Linked DNA regions of Mus musculus: all the other regions are linked to region 2. Evidence: chromatin contacts called from public HiChIP or PLAC-seq and promoter capture Hi-C data. All regions are on one chromosome and are shown on one strand. The core of a region is the stretch at or near the end of the contact, and the rest is flanking DNA. Distances in the headings are between cores, read along the strand shown.

Region 1 (4,211 bases), core at 659-3,158, 590 kb before region 2:
TACAGTGTTGGCAGCCTTGCCCCGGTCTTGTATAGCTGCAAGTTCACGAGTGCAGCAGCCCTCCCCATGTTTTTATAGGCTATGCACACAGAAGTATTAAATACATTTAATAATTTGTTCATTTTGTATGTGGGCTGGAAATCAAATCCAAGACCTCACTGAGCCACACCCACAACCCGATGTGTGCATGTTTAAAAGACCAGCAAGAGACCTGCTATGATAATGGTGATTCTCACAGAAGGAAAGAGCAGCTGGCACATACCTGGAGGAAGATGTAGGCTGCAGGGTCCATGCGCATCATCTTCCACAGCAAGTACACTGCCTGAAATACAACCTTGACTCCATACTGGAGAATTCGGGGCCCAGCTGCAAGTCAGAAAACATCTGTCTCTACAAAAGAGCTCTTGGCACTGAGAGTCCCTTCATCTTCCCAATACGCAACCATCCCTACCCCTAGTCAAGAACCTGGAGTTGACTGGTCCTACCTCCCAGGCCCCGCAGATCTGTCAACTTCACAATCCGAATCCTATCATTCTGCAAGAGTTCATCTCGAGGTTTGGAGTCTGCAAATGCAAATGAGCCCTTTCAGGTATCAGAAATAGCCAGTTACAGTCAGCTGGGTGTGTTCCTTCACATCTGTAATTCCAGTACTTGGAAGGATAAGGCAGGATAAAGTGTTCAAAGCCAGCATGTGCTACAAAGCATGCCCATCTCAAGTAAACAAGGTGGAAGGAAAATAACACCTATCAAAACCTCACAGGTCCCCAGTACCCAGAATAGAAAATGAGGTCACTTTGTGTTCTTCTATAGAATACCCTCGAAGGGCATTCATCATACCTACTTAATTTAACCTGATGACTGGCATGCAATAGGGACCCAATTTAACTGATAAAGAGTAGAACTCCTGGATGGCAGTCTGCCCTAGGATAGCACTCCACACGGGGACCAATAAGGGCTATTTCCACTTTCCCTTAGATAGAGCTGGGCCACCCCCAAGTTCGCAGATCCAATTTGAGGTGCCCAGCACGTGTTCGAGGATAGTTATGAATGTCCCCAACATGCTAGCAGATTTCATATGACTGTGTCAAAAGGTTGGATACCTGAGGGGCTACTAAAGTGCATGCCTTTAATCCCAACACTCTAAAGGCAGTAGCAAGTGGATCTCTGTGAGTTCAAGGACACTCTGGCCTACATAGTGAGATCCAAACCAGCTAGAGGCTGCATAGTAAGAGTGAACCCCTGAAAAATCATCCACGTGGACATGATGAGGGAGTGGACACCTCTGCCTACACCTTAGGGGACAAGAGAACCATCCACAGCAAGAAAAGCTCTGCGGCTGGACAAGGGATGTGAAGAAACATTCAGCCTGCCAACTCAGTGACAAAGGCAGCATGAGGAAGTGGTGACCAGCACTAAGGTCTCACACACCAGGGTTGCAGCCTGTCTGTGCACTACCTAAACAAAGCAAGTGACAGACACTTTTGCAACCGATCTATTTGTAGTCCTCACGTATGGTAAACGGCGACTGACGCCCGCTGCTCCCAGACACCAGAAAACAGCGGTCCAGACCAGAACAGGCAGGAGAGGAGCACAGCTGCTCCCGCCTCTGTCCCAAAACAGGGAGAGTCAAGGCTCCTGATTGAGCCTCCCTCTCAGGTCCCCGCCACTCACTGTAGAACCCCAGCAGCGTCACCGAAAAGCCGCTCTGGGCCAATGACAGCGCGTGGTACTGCATGCGGGGGCTGCGGCCCACGTCGCCCAGCACCACGACGACCATGTGCCGGGCCCTGCCCGTTTGCCGCCCACGCTTCCACAAGCCCAGCAGCAGCACCAGCAACAGCAGCGCCAGAACCAGCAGCGCCACGCAGGACGCTGCCATCTTGGCCGGCCGGCGCCGAGCACGTGACCGGGCCCGGAAGCCTCGCTATGCGCAAGCGCACACCCCAGACCCTGCCCAGGGGGAGGTGATTATGAAATCGCCTCTTTACGAAGGAGGAGGCGGAGCCTTGGATAAGGCGAGGTCTGGGAGAAAAGGAAAGAGAATTTGGAAGATGGGGGCGGGCTCTGAACGGGGGGGCGGGGCCTGGAAAGGGTAGGAGGCCTTTGAAGAGTTACTTAAGGAGCCCAAGAATGGACTTAGCCATGCCAAGTTCTCTGAAGTGTGTTTTCCCCTGTGAAAGTAAAGCTGTACCTTTATTGGAGTCTAAGAACTTCTTTTAAAGACCGCTAAGATAAATTTCAAACTATAATAATGATGATAATGATTACCTGCTGCTAGAGTACACTTCTCAGCTTCCCTTACGGACTGTGAAGTCATTTCTACCCCTATAGGAGGCCATATCTCATCTTCTGTGAGTATCTTAGCCATCTACACAAAAATGTACCCTCACCGTACATGAACTTGTCTCGGCTATGATCAGACCCAGCCTCTTTTATCTACTCTCTCAGTAGCTGCCTTTAATAATCTAACAAGAGAGATTAAATTTTAGATGAGAGGCTGATGAGTTTTCTTCAGGTAAAGGTGTTTGATGCTAAAGTAGGGTACCATCTCAGGAAGGAGAGAATCAACTCTCTACATCCTCTGACTTCCACGCTCCTGCTGTGACACACACAGCACCTCCCTTGTACACTAAATAAATAAAAACAATTTGGATGAATTTCCTAGTTTTGTTGAGGAAAGAGGCCATTCCCTGAGAAGTGAATGTATAAACAAGATCATGGCTACACATGGAAACCGATCTTTGTTGGTAGAAGGCAAGAGACCATAGGGCCTCTGGCTCTTTAGCAGAGGTGCCTTCCAGTGAGAAAATTTATTAAGCAAAATGTTTATCTCTTCATTTGTTAAGATGCATGCACATTGAATACAACAATTCAAATACAAAAGAGAGGAAGCAGGCATAGTATAGCCTGTAATTCTGGCACTGTGGAGGAGAAGCCAAGGTCATCCTCGACTCCATAGAGAGTTCAAGACCTGCCTGGGCAGCTTATGACAAGAACTCAAAAAAATAAGGGGCTGGATAAATGACTCAGCAGTTAAGAGCTCTTACTTGCAATCATGACAGGAGTTCAAATCCTGACACCCATGTAACAAGCTGGATGTCACCACAAAACCTATAATCTCAGCTGTGAGGGGCAGAAACAGAAAGCTCACTAAAGCTTGTTGGCTTTCAGCTTATAAGGAGAAAAAGGAGACTCAAGTTTAGGGAGAGACGAATAGACAATGGGTTATAGAGAAAGAAAGGAAGGGAAAGAAGGAAGGGAGGGAGGAAGGGAGGGAGGGAGGGAAGAAGGAAGGAAGGAAGGAAGGAAGGAAGGAAGGAAGGAAGGAAGGAAGGAAGGGAGAACTTTTTAAGTATGGGCAATAAAGGGAGAAAGAAAGAGATGCATAAGATAATGATAGTGGCATGAACTCTAGAGTTCCTGACTTTGCCAGCTAGAAAAGTACTGCTGTGTGGGGAGCTTTGGGGGCTGCATGGCAGGAATCTGACATTGGCCAAGGACAAGGAAATGGGCTTGGGGCAGGAATCTGACATTAGGCCATGACAAGGAAGTAAGTTCAGGCAGGAATTTTTTTTATTAGATATTTTCTTTATTTACATTTCAAATGCTATCCCGAAAGTTCCCTGTACCCTCCCCAGTCCTGCTCCCCTACCCACCCACTCCCACTTCTTGGCCCTGGTAGTCCCCTGTACTGGGGCATATAAAGTTTGCAAGACCAAAGGACCTCTCTTCCCAATGATGGCCGACTAGGCCATCTTCTGCTACATATGCAGCTAGAGACATAGCTCTGGGGTTACTGGTTAGTTCATATTGTTGCTCCACCTATCCGATTGCAGATCCCTTCAGCTCCTTGGGTACTTTCTCTAGCTCCTCCATTGGGGGCCCTGTGTTCCATCCAATAGATGACTGTGAGCATCCACTTCTGTATTTGCCAGGCACTGGCATAGCCTCACATGAGACAGCTATATCAGAATTCAGGCAGGAATCTTAATTTTAGGGTGGAACAAAAGAAGTAGGCTTCAGACAAGAATCTGATTTTGGGCTTGGACAAGGAAGTAGGCTCAGATATTTTGATCAAGCTGGCAAGCCCTTAGAAACAGTGATCCCTGGAATGATCAACCACGGGACTTTGCTTATTGCCTTGCTTTTTCCTTGACTATTTGTGCTTATTGTCCTTACTACTTGCATGTAATTAAAATAGTATAAAATCG
Region 2 (4,032 bases), core at 1,353-3,852:
GGGGGGGGAGTGGGAGGGGGTGTTCCCAACCTTAAAGAAGAACTGGCCTTCTGCCTTTCCCCAGCCGCCCCCAAACTGAGGTGGCCTGAAGAAGCCTCCTCACACCCAGGGAGACTGGAATGAGGAAAAGCGGGGGAGGCCTGCTGCCTGGACAGCAGGCTGAGGGGTTGGGGAAAGCAGCCGGGCTGACTCTGGAATGTGGAAACTGATAAAAGGAAGGAGGGCTAGTCCTCCCAACGATGCCAGAGCACCCCTACTGGCCTGCTGCCGTCACGTGTACACACACACCCTCTGGGCCACACTCCTGCATATGTGTGTGTGTGTGCGCGCGCGTGCGCACGAGCGCACACACACACCTCTCCCTTTTCCAAAAGCACACACAAATTCCATAGCAGTGAGGGGAGCTGGTTTTCTTGGCAACACAAGGGCCTTGGGTTCCACAGCTCTGGGAGAAGGGGGCGGGGGGCTCTAAGGGATCTAAGGTGACTGGTTCCTTCACATAAGATTAGGACCTGCCAGTGGTCAAGAATGACTTTAGGCACTTACCCAAGAGAACTGTGCTGGGGGTGGTTAGGTAGGAACCACTTCCTGCTGCCAAATGGAGCCCCACTTTCCTGGGACTCCAGTTGAACCTAGCCACAAAAATCCTGGCTCTTCCTTAGTACTTATCCTAACTAACCCAGGCTGGGGATATCTGGAATGGCAGTGACTCTGTGTGTGTGTGTGTGTGTGTGTGTGTGTGTGGTGTGTGTTGTGTTGTGTGTGTGTGTGTGTTGTGTGTGTGTTGTGTGTGTGTGTGTGTGTGTGTGTGTGTGTGTGCATGTACCTAAGCATGTGCCTGACTGTCTGTCTGCCTGCCTGCCTGCATGCATGTCTGGCTATCTCTCTTGGCCCCAGGGCTATCTGCCAGAGAGGACTTGCTCAGGAAAGTATAAGTCTTACAGTGTCTGAGAAGCCTCTTGTACTCTCTCTTCTCCCACCACTTCCAGAGAGTGGTCTCCAAACACTCTGCCACAGTAACCTTCTGCGTAGTGCCCTCTTTACCCACAGATCTCAGGTGGCTGTTCTGGTGTGCAACTCTGAGGCTTGGCAAGTTGGGGACAAGCAGCGTCTGTCCCCCTCCCTGGGCTGGCATGTGTGCTCCTAGGTCCTTTCCTCTCTGGATGGGAGATGCTAGATAATGGTCTGGAGGGAATCCAGTTGGGCTGCTCATTACCAGAGCCCTCTTCCTGCCTCTGACACTCTGTTTACAGAAGTTCCCCGGGGGCTGATTCCCCTGGGAGAGGACAGTAAACTCTAGGGACTACCCTCCCATCCCCCACCTGCCTGCTCCAGCTCATGCTAACAGCTGGGTCCATACTGGCCTTCACTGCCCATACCAATGTAGCCCCTCACAAGGCTCCAGCCCACCCACATCTCTGCTTTCCCAGCAGCCTAGGGGGAAGGGACCTTTTACCTTTTAGCCAGACCCTCTCCCCTAGGAACTCTTGACCCAGATAGGGAAGAAGGCTCTCTTGGTGCCTCTTCCTGGAGCATCACCTACTATTAATGCAAAAAACAAGCAAGGGAACTCCTGAGCCTTGGGTTTCTTCTACTGCAGAGGCTGCTTCTGGGATCCAATAGAAGCAGTCAATGACCCTGGTGTGGTAATCGTTAACGAATGGGGGTGAGGTAGTGTGGTTGGCACCAATCAGCTGGCCTGCCTGTGACCACAAGGAACCTAAGCAGTCCTCTGGCCCCAGAGCTGCAAGCTGGGGAACACAAAGGACTAGACTGGCTATAGGCCATTGGGTCTGCAGCCCAAGCAAAGCCCATTACTGGTAGAGATGAGATGCGCTGATACTGGAGCACTAAAGATTATGGTTAGCCAAAGTTCATCCCTCACCTGGGGGTACACCTATCAATCTCCCCATTCCCGGTCCTCTCCAGGCTTGCCTGTGTATTCGTGGCTTCTGCCATGTGTGACAAGGCCCAGAGGATCCCAAGCAACCATTCTGCACAAGGGCACCAGACTGTCTGACCCCCGTGAGGGAAAAGTAACCAGACTACGGCTGGGCCATCCCCTAAAAGAGGGTTGATTCATAAAACTGGTCACGCCAGAGGGCCCAGTCGTGGGAGGAGGAAGCAAGGGAGGGGGTGTTTATTTTGTCTACTCAGAGCCTCACGGGTAGGTTAGCCATGTACAAACGCACGCCCTGGCTCTCCCGAGGGTCAACGGAGGCCCCTGAACCCACTCAGGAAGGGGGGTGCAACTGGACGTTCCCGCCCAGGTAACCGCCCGAGGCGGGGATAAGCCCCTCGCTCCGGCAGTCGCAGTCCCACTGGAGAATGTGCTAGTGTGCTGTTCCAGTGTGATCAGCTCCGCCTGTCGCCCCCACCCTCGCCCCTAGACACTCACCAGGAGACGACTGCGGCTGAAGGAGCCAGGCGGTGCGGTCCAAGGCCTCAGTGGGGCCTCAGTCCTTCACCTCTGGCCGGTCCTGAGAGGTCCGGGGTCCCGGGATCCAGAGGCTGCTGCGTCCCGTCCCGGGCTGGGGTTTCCCAGCCCCGGTCTCTGGCTCCGGCTCCAGACTCGAAGTTGACTCGTAAGAGGCTGGTCTCTGCTTAAGATGTAGGAGTGGGTGGGACCGTCTGTACCGAGGGCGGGGCTTCCTCCAATTGGCTGAGGCGGGGTTTGACCAAGCCTATACACACCCACCTCCTCTGAATGGGTCATTGCACTAAGCAGGCCTAGTCTGCACCTAGATATACCTCCAGATCCCAGTGAGGAGTGATTTTATTAGGCTGGCTTAAGTCTATCTTTTGCTGTGTGACATTTGGACAGGCTCCTGCTTTTTAACTGAAAAATATCTGGTGACACAAATTCAAGAAGTGGACATTAGGGTCAGTAAAGAGCTGGAGAAGCAGAGGTAGATTGTAGGGGCCAGCAGGGATGATGGCTGAGTCCCCATGACCAACCCAGTCTGCCAAAACTGAGGATTTTTCATACAAATCTAGATTTTTTAGGCGTAATCTCACAATGTGTTTTTGTTGTTAGCTAATTCCAATTTCAAAAGCTAGAAAGGCCACATGAAGTGGTTCCAAGAGCCTCTTATATAAAATCTCTTAATGCTGGACTTGAGATCTTTGTAGCCATGACAGCATCCCTGGTCACCTTCCCCAGCTCTAAATGAGAGACTGGGACCTAGGAGCATATGTCAGCTCAAGCCCCTCAGTTACTGAAAGCTTCAAGACTAGAATATGCCTGGGATGGGAGGCAGGATTGGGGACGTCATCAGCAGTAGGAGGGACCTAGGTGTTTGTTGACAGCAGCCCTTGATTAAGCAGGAGGGTGCTGTGCCAGGGGCTGGTTCAGAAAAAATCCCCTGCCTTGTAGGATTCCAGGAAAATGGTCATCCTCTCCACCCCACCCCACCCCCATGGTTTGTGGTTAGAGTCAGGCCTCAGGGCCTTTGGGGACCCAACTCAGCTCCTGGATTTCACCATCATATCCCTTTCCCGCCGGGTCTGTATTGAAGGCCTTGTCTGGGTCACACTATCTGGAGGCTTATCTGGCCTCAGCTGGTACTTGTGTTGTAAAGGCAGGGCATCCACACCCCCACAATTGGGGGCAGGACTGACCCCAGGTGTTTCATTTGGCCTGTGTGGCAGGTTTGAAAGTTGGATGTCATTTCCAGAATTGAAAATTTGGGTGATTTCACATGACAATTAGTTTTCCGAGCTTGTCTTAAACAGGACGTCTTTGAAGGCTGGGTGGCAACTGTCCCCAGATTCACCAATCTTCTGGATGGCAGGCTCCTCAAGCCCCGAGTGTTGTAAGTCAGGTCTGTCATCCCAGCTGCTCTGAAGACTGAGGCAGGAGGATCACAAATTCAAGGTCAGCCTGAATAACTCCTTAAGACCTTTTTCAAAATAAAACTCTGAAGGTTTAACTCAGTGGTAGAGCACTTGAGATAAATAAGGCCCTAGATCAATATCCAGTACCAGCAAAACAGAGGGAATACACAAGTGCTCTGTGACTTCCAGTCAGAC
Region 3 (4,261 bases), core at 428-2,927, 620 kb before region 2:
CAATTGCAGGCAGGGAACTGATCAAAATGGCACAGGCAAGTGAGCGCCCCGGAGGCCACTCTAAGCCAGCCTTCCTCAGTCACCAGGTCCCATGCTCCTTGGGTGAGTGCAGCATGAGGAATATGCAATGTGAGTCACAGTAATAGTCCAGCATGGCGGCACACACCGAGAAGCCTGGGTGCTTTGGAGGCTGAGGCAGGAGCATCACTGCAAGGTTCGGGCCAAGACGGGCTACAAAGAGAATACCAACCTAGCCAGGTCTGCATAGCAAGACACTGTAAAACAAACCAATAATGCTACTTCAATAACTCAGTGGGTATAGGCACTTGCCAAATGGCTTGAGTTCAACCCACATGGTAGAAGGAAAGAACCAACTTCTTCAAGCCATCCTCTGACTTCTATTTATGTGTGGTGGATCACAAACACACACATACACAAATAATCAATGTAAAGAAATTAAAAGGCAAAATCCCACAGAAACAATCATAGTTCATTTTATTTAAATCAAGTCAGCTCAGGGAATAAAAGACCAATCCCATCTTGGTCCCCTATGCTGGCCTGGATTTTTGGAGGGTCACAGACCTGACTGTAATTAATTCCCTTCTGTTGTTCTCCAAAACAAACCTCAGGATTTCTTGTCTAAAGGAGGTAATGGGATACAATCTGTCCCCTTCATCAACATTCTGCAAGTATATTTAACAAGCTAGCTCTAGAAGCTTCCAAATGGAGATTTTGAGACATTTGCTAAACTGAACTGTTACACCTTGAATGACAGTGCACACTTGGAGGACAACAGGGGTGGCTTGCCAGTGTCCTGCCTTTCAACTCTAGGGACTTTGAACAGAATACTCTGCCACCCACTGCAGCTAACTCCCACTCTTAGTTCAGATTCTATTCCTTGCAAGATGAAACAAAACTCCTGCTGGAAGCCTCTGCAATTCTGTGCACTAATTTTCAGAGCAGATACTGTTACTGTTATATGTGTGTGTGTGTGTGAACACATATACACAAATAACGTAAAGAAATTAAAAGATGAAACCCCACAGAAACAATCTCAGTTCATTTTATTTAAATGAACCCAGTTCAGGGAATAAAGACCAACTCCTTGGTCCCCTATGCTGACCTGGCTTCGTGGATGTGTGTGTGTACACGCGCGCACTCGCGCGTGTGCGTGCGCAGGTAGGCTGAAGGATCCCAGGTATCACTTCCTAACACCCAGGTGGGGTTAGACCCCTCCAAAAATCTTCCTCGGCTACTTCGAGGGCAGACCCACCCTAGCCTCGCCCCCGGCTGATCTGAGCTCGCCCCAGACCACCCAAAGACAACCGGCTAAGAGTTGCTCAACCTCAATCTCAGCCCCACCCCCATTCCCGCTCGGGCCCACCTTCCAACCCCCAGTTCCTGCCAAGGACCGCCCTCTGAGCCCCGCCCCCAAGCCAGTCTAGGCTTCGCCTCCAAGTTGCCAGCTCCAGCTCCAGGAACTGTTTAAAACGCTCCCCAGTCAGGCCCAACCCGGCCCGGTCCGCCTCTAACCCTGCCCCACCGTACTCCCCGCCCCGCGGGCACCATCTTGCCCCGCCTCCTGGGCCGGAACATAGACTAGCCCCCGCCCACATCTTACCTCCTAGTTGCCACGCCTCCTCCGTCTCAGGCCTCGCTTCCGCCCGTTTCCAGGCAACCCTGGCCCTGCCCCGCGATGGCGCCTGAGGACCACGAGGGGGCCACGTCTCTGCTGCAGAGTTTCGAGCGCCGCTTCCTGGCGGCTCGCGCGCTGCCCTCCTTTCCCTGGCAGGTGGGCGGCGGGCGTGCGGCGGGTATCAGGGTCGAGCACCACGGGCGGCGGGGCCGGGAGTCTCGGGCCGCCTTTGCTCACCGCTGGACTGGGGGAGGCAGGCGGGCCCTTCCCCGGCAGGGTTTACAGGGTCACGAACCGGGCTGGATTATTTTAGCAACTTTTAAGCCAGTAATCGGTCATCTTGGCGACTGCAAAACAACTTTGAAAAACTAAACGTCTTCAAATGGCAAGAGCCGCGCTCTCCTGAAAAGGAGGCCAGGTCCCCATCCGAAGGGCAGGCTTCAGGCAGAACCGTCTCAGAGGGAGTTCGGACTGAAAATGGTGCTTCCCTGTGGCCTGGGGACCTGCAGCTCGGACGCGAGGATCCTTTAGAGCGTGCCTCGCTGTTAACTCTTGTGCGGTGAGCTCACCGGCATGAGTTACTATAGATTTGTATTCCTCCAGAGTCTACCCGGTTTCGTTGGGTGGTTTGGGTAGTTGTATTATTTCATCGACATAAAATATCTCTGGTCTTAACGCAAAACGAAACCCGAATAACATATAAGTCCTTATTCAATGTCAACTGTAATAATAGTTCATGTGCTGTGCTAAGTACTTGCTCAGGGTCACCCACAGTGCACAGCACTGGCGTCTGTGGTCACTCCATTTGACCAGGAGTTTAAGAAGGAAAGAATCAGAGCTCTGGCCGGGGAGGCCAGCTTCCTGCTTATAGTTCTAATTCAACCCCCTGTGTGCTGTGGGACTTTACAAGAGGCTACATCTCTGTGCCATCATTTCTAATTAATACAGTAAAGGATACAATGATAGCAGCCTCTTGCTACTAAACAGCTGGACTTCTTTTCCTTTGCCCAGCTAGAAATCATAGATAGACAAAAAGTTCTGGGAGTGCTGATCTCTGCTGACTGTGTTTTTCTGTGCCGGCTGTAGGCAGACAAGACCAGTAATTGCAGGTTTCTTGAGTGTAGGGCCCTTGGCCCTCCGGGAGTTCTTAGGACATTTTTGGCTGCGAGCTTCCCAGCAGGCCAAGGTATTGGATTTCTTCAGCCCTTGGCAGCAGCCCTTAGAAACATACAGCTCTTGTGCAGGTCTTGGAAGTGCGGATTCATTAGCTCTTGACCATGGCCAGCCTGTCTGCTTTTACAATTCTGCCGTCCACTGTTGAGCCTTGACTGGGTCTGCTTTCTCCTTGTTACCCCCGCAGCCCGCACTACTAAAGTAGGCAAGAGACTCTTCCCAGGAGGTAGCGCGGGAGGGTTCCTTACAGTCTACTCCCTCTTTGACCACAGCAGCAGGCTGTGTAGGTGTCTGAACCAATCACGGCTTTGCCTCTTGTTCCATCCCAGCCATCCTTCCGCTACGCCACTAGGGGGCGTGCTCCCCTCTGTCCCACAGGAAATGAGTGCAGAGCAATACACTGTACACCCAGGTTTGTAACAGCAAAAAGTTTCAAACAGCCCCGGCTGAGCCCGCAGCTTCAGCAGTCATGACAATCAGGTCTGGTTGTCTAAGGGTGTTTATGGAGTGTTCAGGCAGCCAAGGCTGGTATAAGCTGTCAGACTGACAATCCTTTTGCTGAAGGCAACCAAGGTAGAAAGGGAGAGTCCCACAGCTCCAAATTAGGGAGTCATACTGCCCCATCCCCCAAACTGTAGCTTATGTATAGGAGAATGAACATAAGAGCGCTTCTACCAAGAACCTAAAGACTATCATGAACACGAATTGTGGACTTAACCGCCTGATTACTGTTGCTCCTGTATACTGTTGGCAGCCCCTCCTGTATCTCACTTTGTGGGAGTACGTGGGTACAAACCCTGACTTCCACCTGACTGTGGAAGTGCACTGAGTGCCTCCTAGCAGTTACTGGGTCAGTAAGTATTTACTGAATGCCGTCCATGAGCTGCACACCAGGGCACATCATAACACATGAGAAGCCAGCCCTAAAACAGTAAGGAACCAGAAGACACCAGGCAAAACCATGTGTGGCAGCTCATGCCTATAACCACAGCTTGGGGTCCTAAAGCAGGAGAGTCTGTGGATTAGAGGCCAGCCCCAGCTACAAGATGAGACCCTGTCTCAGACGGATGAAAAAATAAACAAGGAAATGACAAACAAAGTAGAGTCATCAAAGGCCTCCCCAAAGAGGTACTTGAACTGCTACCCAAGCCCCAGGGATGGTCTCAGAGAAGAGGGAGCAAAGGTCTTGTGGTAGAAACATGGTTGCCGTGCTTAAGAGCAGCAAGCCAGCTGCTGTGGCCACAGTGCAGGGAGCAGAAATAACACTGTATAGCTGTGCTCAGAAAAGGGTCAAGGCAGATTGTAGAGAACCTGATTGACATAAAGTGGCTTGCTGTGTGTCACATACCTGCCTGACTGGAGTTGTAGCTATAGTCCCTGTGTCAAAGATGCCGTCCTCAGGCTTGGCACCACACATCTGAGTCTCCATTTTAGCTTAGAGAGCAGATCTCA

Evidence for each region. Promoter capture Hi-C pulls out the DNA fragments that hold promoters and counts their contacts. HiChIP or PLAC-seq counts read pairs in DNA pulled down with a chosen protein or histone mark.
Region 1: a contact with region 2 is called in a promoter capture Hi-C map of second pharyngeal arch cranial neural crest. The contact joins the promoter of Alg1 here to the promoter of Vasn in region 2. A contact is called at or near these places in 3 of 39 promoter capture datasets (cranial neural crest, pre-B cells and second pharyngeal arch cranial neural crest) and 1 of 115 datasets of contacts at active chromatin or transcription factors (pancreatic cancer cells).
Region 3: a contact with region 2 is called in an HNF4G HiChIP or PLAC-seq map of pancreatic cancer cells. The contact joins the promoter of Eef2kmt here to the promoter of Vasn in region 2. A contact is called at or near these places in 1 of 39 promoter capture datasets (cranial neural crest) and 1 of 115 datasets of contacts at active chromatin or transcription factors (pancreatic cancer cells).

What each region holds. Positions count from the first base shown.
Region 1 is chr16:5,231,318-5,235,528 of GRCm38.p6, reverse strand. It overlaps Alg1 (asparagine-linked glycosylation 1 (beta-1,4-mannosyltransferase)), which reads right to left and starts at 1,908. Exons shown (of 13, transcript NM_145362.2): 1 at 1,672-1,908; 2 at 486-563; 3 at 263-366. The coding sequence starts at 1,879.
Region 2 is chr16:4,638,515-4,642,546 of GRCm38.p6, reverse strand. It overlaps Vasn (vasorin), which reads right to left and starts at 2,602. Exons shown (of 2, transcript NM_139307.3): 1 at 2,399-2,602. All of the region lies in intron 9 of Coro7 (coronin 7), which reads left to right.
Region 3 is chr16:5,253,372-5,257,632 of GRCm38.p6, reverse strand. It overlaps Eef2kmt (eukaryotic elongation factor 2 lysine methyltransferase), which reads left to right and starts at 1,677. Exons shown (of 8, transcript NM_027446.2): 1 at 1,677-1,792. The coding sequence starts at 1,697. Gm15983 (a long non-coding RNA gene) reads right to left here and starts at 1,670. Exons shown (of 3, transcript XR_003951974.1): 1 at 1,622-1,670.